Regions from separate parts of the Ovis aries genome. Here region 2 is linked to region 1. The links are chromatin contacts, called in public Hi-C maps. All regions are on one chromosome and are shown on one strand. Each heading gives the region's core, a stretch centred on a gene start, on an enhancer-like site or on the middle of the called end of the contact. The rest is flanking DNA. Distances are from core to core; before and after follow the strand shown.

Evidence for each region. Hi-C and Micro-C count contacts between places; a contact is called where the count stands out from the background.
Region 2: a Hi-C map of liver shows a contact between it and region 1, with 3 times the contacts expected there. The contact joins the promoter of PAAF1 here to the enhancer-like site in region 1. A contact is called at or near these places in 2 of 16 Hi-C or Micro-C datasets (hypothalamus and liver).

What each region holds. Positions count from the first base shown.
Region 1 is chr15:51,871,807-51,874,529 of ARS-UI_Ramb_v3.0, reverse strand. No RefSeq gene overlaps it. Among named protein-coding and RNA genes, the nearest start is that of PLEKHB1, 24 kb to the right of the region's middle. Within about 2 kb of position 1,374, at least 18 of the 54 cell types and tissues checked have an H3K27ac peak or open chromatin away from gene starts, as enhancers often do. A contact at or near this core is called in liver, where this site is marked.
Region 2 is chr15:52,059,206-52,062,041 of ARS-UI_Ramb_v3.0, reverse strand. It overlaps PAAF1 (proteasomal ATPase associated factor 1), which reads right to left and starts at 1,519. Exons shown (of 13, transcript XM_042232752.1): 1 at 1,451-1,519. It overlaps LOC101104176 (cytochrome c oxidase assembly factor 4 homolog, mitochondrial), which reads left to right and starts at 971. Exons shown (of 2, transcript XM_042232755.2): 1 at 971-1,137.

The DNA of each region.
Region 1 (2,723 bases), core at 125-2,624:
CTTGCCAAATCCAATATCATGAAGATTATTTCTTACGTTTTGTTCTAACAGTTTTATAGTTTTGCTCTTAAAGCTTAGATCTTTGATCAATATGAGTTACTTTTGTAAATGACATAACATAAGGGTCCAACTTCATTCTTTTTAGCATATAAATACTGTTTGCATAGCAACATTTATTGAAGACTGTCCTTTCCTCATTGAATGGTCTTCATACTCTTGTTGAAAAGTGGCCATATGTGTGAGGGTTTATTTCTGTGTTTTCTGTTGTGTGTCTGTCCTTATGCATTACCACACTGTTTTCATTACTGTAGCTTCGTGGTATACGTGGAAGCCTCGAAGTGTGAGTCTTGCTTCTTTGTTCTCATCACTTTGGGTAGTTTGTCATCTTAAGTTTTACAGTCCATGAACACAGGATGTCTTTTCTATATTAGTCTGTTCAGACTGCTGTAACGAAATACCACAGACTGGGCAGTTTATAAACAACAGAAAATTTACTGCTTACGGTTCTGGAGACTGAGAAGTCCAAAATTAAAGCACCAGTGTGATCACCTGGCGAGGTGCTAGTTCATTGCCATAACCTTTTTTTCAGTGAACTCACAGGGTGAAAGGTGTGAGGGATCTCTCTGGAATCCCTTTTATAAGTAGTCCTGTTCGTGAAGGTTCCACCCTCATGACTTAAGCATGTGCCAAAGCCCTATTTACTAATACCATCATCTTTTGGAGGATTTAAGGTATAAAATTTTGGAGGGACACAAACTTTCAGACCATAGCTTTCTTCCCCTGGCCACCCAAAGTCCATATCCTTCTCACATGAAAAATACATTCATTCCATCCCAGTAACCCCCAAATCTACCTGTTCAAGTACTGACTCTAAAGCCTAAATCTGTGAAATTGTTAGTCACTCAGTCGTTTCTGACTCTTTGCAACCCCATGGACCGTAGCCTGCCAGGTTCCTCTGTCCATGGAATTCTCCAGGGAAGAATACTGTAGTGGGTACCCACTCCTTTCTCCAGGGGATCTTCCTGATCCAGGGATTGAACCCAGGTCTCCTGTATTGCAGGCAGATTCTTTACCGTCTAGGCCACCAGTCTCATCCAAATTAGAAATGGGTGTTGACCTAAAACAGATAAACTGCGAGTTACTTCTCCAGGTGGGGGAAGAAAAGGCTTTATTCAGAATCAGCAGAGAATTGCAGTTTGGGATCTGCAACTGTGGCAAGTCCCTGCGTGGCAAGGGAAGGAGAATGGTTTATTAGTGAGGAAAAGAAGGACTGTGAGAAAGTTCATGGCTTTTCATTGGCTAATTCCTTGCCAGGAAAGACTATCATTGCAGAGTCTGAGAGCTCCCTCTTCTGGTCTCCTGACTCTGACGCTTCTGTTGATTAATTTTTTTACATGGGTGAGATTCAGTGTTGATTGAACTTATGAACCCATTAAGTCAAACAAGTTATGTGCTTCCAGAATACAATGGTGGGACAGGCATAGGATAGACATTCCTACTTCAAAAAGGAGAAATAAAGGAATTCCTTTGTGGTCCAGTGGTTAGGACTTCATGCTTTCACTGCCGAGGGCCCCAGGTCAATTCCTGGTCAGGAAACAGATCCCACAAGCCACGTGGCATGGCTAAACAAAAGAAGAAAGGGGTAACAAGTCCTAAGCAAGTCCAAAACCCTAAGGTACACTGGGGCAGGGACCTGCACTTTGGACCTACTGGAGTGGCCACACCCCAGCTCTTGTGGGTTGGAATCTTGTGCTTGTGGCTCTGGAAGTGGAATCTCACACTCAAAACTGGCTCTACCAGTTTGGGGGTTTGAGAGCAGTCCCACCCCCACAACTCTTCTGGGCTTTGCCATCATAGGAGCTCTCTGCTGTACCCTAAAGTGGTTCTCTGATGGGGTTGCACACCAGAGGCCCAGAAGGGTCCATTCTTTGGAATCTGGGTGGACAAAGCTGGCTACACCTCTGAAAGAGCTGCCACCATGGCCTGCACTACACCAAGGGCAGCTGCGGGGCTAGATGCCAGAATTAGGGGATCAGATCCTGCAATGTGAAAGGGTACCAGGCAGCAGAAGCCTCTCCTTTGGAATTAATCTGTCCTTATATGCCCTTTCAGTTTGGGACAGTGATGGCAATGCCTTTGGGGTCATTCTTCTATCGCCTTGGACAATAGGTCCTGTCTTTAGATGACCAACCAATCTCCCCATTGTCTAGAATAGCTCCTAGCTTCTGTTGAAATGGTAGCTCCATATAAATCTTACCAAATCCTGCCACACCCTTTGTATTCTCTCTTAAATGAACTCTCTTATTCAATATGAATAGGCTGAGAATTTTTCAAATTTCGAGTTCCTGTTTCCCCTTTGATTAAGAATTTCACCTTTTTATTATTTTCATTTTCATTTCACTTCAGTGCACCACGTGGCATCAGCTCTCTTAGTTCCACTCACAGGGATCAAATCTGCACTCCCTGCAGTGGAAACACAGAATCTTAACCCCTGGACTGCCAGGGAAGTCCTAAGAATTCCACCTTTTAAATCATTTCTCTCTCCTCATATGTTAAAAATGAAACAACAAACCCCAAATGGAGTCACTTGAGCTAAGCCACAAGTCAACAGGACTTAACCTAACCTAATTGCAGTTTCAGCTTCTTGGAATGTGACCTTTAACCACTTGACCTGGAATTACCTGGTCAGCGCTAGAGAGATAACCCACCCAATAGATCCCATT
Region 2 (2,836 bases), core at 270-2,769, 190 kb before region 1:
ACACAAATCAGTCTAATACGTTATCCAGGCATAGACAAACTTTATTGAAGAAATACTTATGGATTGTGTTTAATGCATAGACCTGTTAGTTAAGTGAAGCTCAAGTACTTCATCATGAAACACTTATTAGCTGCACTATCCTGGGCAACTTACTTCTTGATTCTGAACTTGTGTTCTTGCAAAGGTAGGTGGTCCTCAATAAATGCCAGTGTTCCTCCTATTACACATCTGGTGTTGTAGTAATAAGGTTTCTTTTCAGCCCACCTAGTAAGGCATAAGTTTCTTAAACTCAGGAGACTATGTTCCATTCATCTTCACCATTGTTTCCATTTTTAAAACCTATTAGTATAATAGTTGCCATTCATGGCACTGCTGTTGGAGAAGGAAACGGCAACCCACTCCAGTATTCTTGCCTTGGAAATCCCAAGGACAGAAGAGCCTGGCCGGCTGTAGTCCACGGCAGACACGACTTAGCGGCTGAACATCTCGGTACGGCTGTACTCATTCTGGTGCCTGGCAAAATAACTTGCACAGTATATGATACACAATAAATAAATGAATGGTTTGTTGTTCATTCCAATTAAGCTGTTAGCGTCTCAAAGGCAGAAACCACCCTTAAGTTTAGAGTACACATCTGAACTCCGCCGAGCATCTATTTAGGTCAGAGTCTGGACATGGTTTAAGTGTTACACTGTTCCCTGAAAAGACCTGTGAAGTGAAGTGAAGTGAAGTGAAAGTCGCTCAGTTGTGTCCGACTCTTTGCGACCCCATGGACTACACACAACATGACTAACACACCACTGGGAGAAGGCAATGGCACCCCACTCCAGTACTCTTGCCTGGAAAATCCTATGGACAGAGGAGCCTGGAAGGCTGCAGTCCATGGGGTCGCTGAGGGTCGGAAACTACTGAGCGGCTTCACTTTCACTTTTCACTTTCATGCATTGGAGAAGGAAATGGCAACCCACTCCAGTGTTCTTGCCTGGAGAATCCCAGGGACGGCGGAACCTGGTGGACTGCCGTCTATGGGGTCGCACAGAGTCGGACACGACTGAAGTGACTTAGCAGCAGGGGTCGAGAAGGATGCCAAGACTCCTGGTAATGCAGATTGCTGGGACTTTTGGAAATAGCTGATAAGTAAGTATTTGCTAAATGACCATGACTATTTGGCCAAGAGTCTTCCTGCCTCTCAGTTTTCCTGTCTTTCTCCAACTCATTGATGCTATTCTGCCTCTGCCATCACACGACGCATACGTGTTTCCTGGGATACATAACTCTTCTGAGAAGGAAAAACAATGACCATGTGGCTTTGAGACTTCTAGGCCCAGGGTTCCCTCAACAATTGATGAGGCAACCCCTATGGACATCCTGGGTCGGGGATGGCGCTCCTTAACGTAAAGGCAACATCCGCTACCCGCCTCCTATGTCCCAGTTCTGGACCTGGATTCACCTGAGAGCCTGGGCCCAGTCGCTCTGAATCCTCAAAGGTACCGCCATCTTGGCCCGCCTCCACCAGCCCGCCCCTTCCGCTCTCTCCCGGAAGTGGATGCCCCACAGAGCCTACGTCGAGAACGAAGGGCGGGATCTACCCGAAAAGCCGCTAATGGAAATACGTGATGTATTCTCCTTCTCTCCCCGCCCCTTTGCGCGCGCGCTCCTTGCAGGAAGCTGGTTCCTGACCCGAGGTTTACTGGGTAATTCGGTAGAGTTACAGCTGCCTGCGAAGCCGACGCCGCTGTGCAGCAGCGCGCGTTCGAGTCCTCCTGTCTGCCTGTTCGGTGAGCACTGTGTGCCGCGATCTTACGCGGTGAAGCCTAGCGGGCACAGCGCGGGCTCGCGAGTGCGCTTGCGTCCTCTCCGGAAGGTGGTGGTTTTAAGTAACTTGGCCGCTTGGGTTTTTCTGCTTACCCATCCTTTCAGTGCCTTCTTAGTCCAGGCTGGCCTTCGCGAACCAACTGCCGACCTTCCATCCTGCCCTGGTCTCTGAGCGAGGGTCTTCCACTTTTTACTCATGAGAGACTGAAGCCAGGTTGAGGTGGGGAATTAAGTCCTTTCGTAGCCCATGCACTTGTCCCTTATTAGCATCTTATTCCTTGCGGTAAAGTGAGTTAAATATTACCTTAAGAAGGAAGGAAACTAAGGGATTTCCTCTGTGGTCCAGTCGTTAAGATTGCCCTTCCGCTATAGGGGACACTATATAGTTCGTTTCCTGGTAGGGGAACTAAGATCCCACATGCCAAAAAAACGGGGGAAAAAAAAAAAAAAAAGGAATGCACGCTAAGGCTTGCGCATAGTAAAACGAGGTGCCAGTATTTGAATCCGGATTTCTTGGCTTAGAATCCACGGCACTGTTCTTTCCACCATATTGTTTCAAGAGGCTTGCCCTTGCCTTTAAAGAGCTCAGTATATTTAGAAAGAAGAAACATGTATAGTAATAGGAGTTATCATTTATTGAACTCTGGACGTGCCAGGCTCCTTACGTGCATTATCTCATTTAGTTTTCAGTCCTGTGAGATAGATTTGATGTGTGTTTTTCAAGAGAGATTATAAAGTGTAATTTGCTCAAAGCATCCCAGTGAGTCAGTGACCAGGCTAATTTTCCAATCCAAGTTTGTTTTCGAAGCCCATTTTCTCCCTCCTCCCTTGCCTTCAAAGCAAATGAATTTTGTGTAGGGCCAGTACTCTTGCCTGGAAAATTCCATGGACAGAGGAGCCTTGTAGGCTACTGACTATGGGGTCACAAAGAGTCGGACACGACTGAGTGACTTAACTTCACTTAACTTATAGAGTTCTTGGGCTCTCCCAGTGGCTCAAAATGTAAAGAATCTGCCTGTAA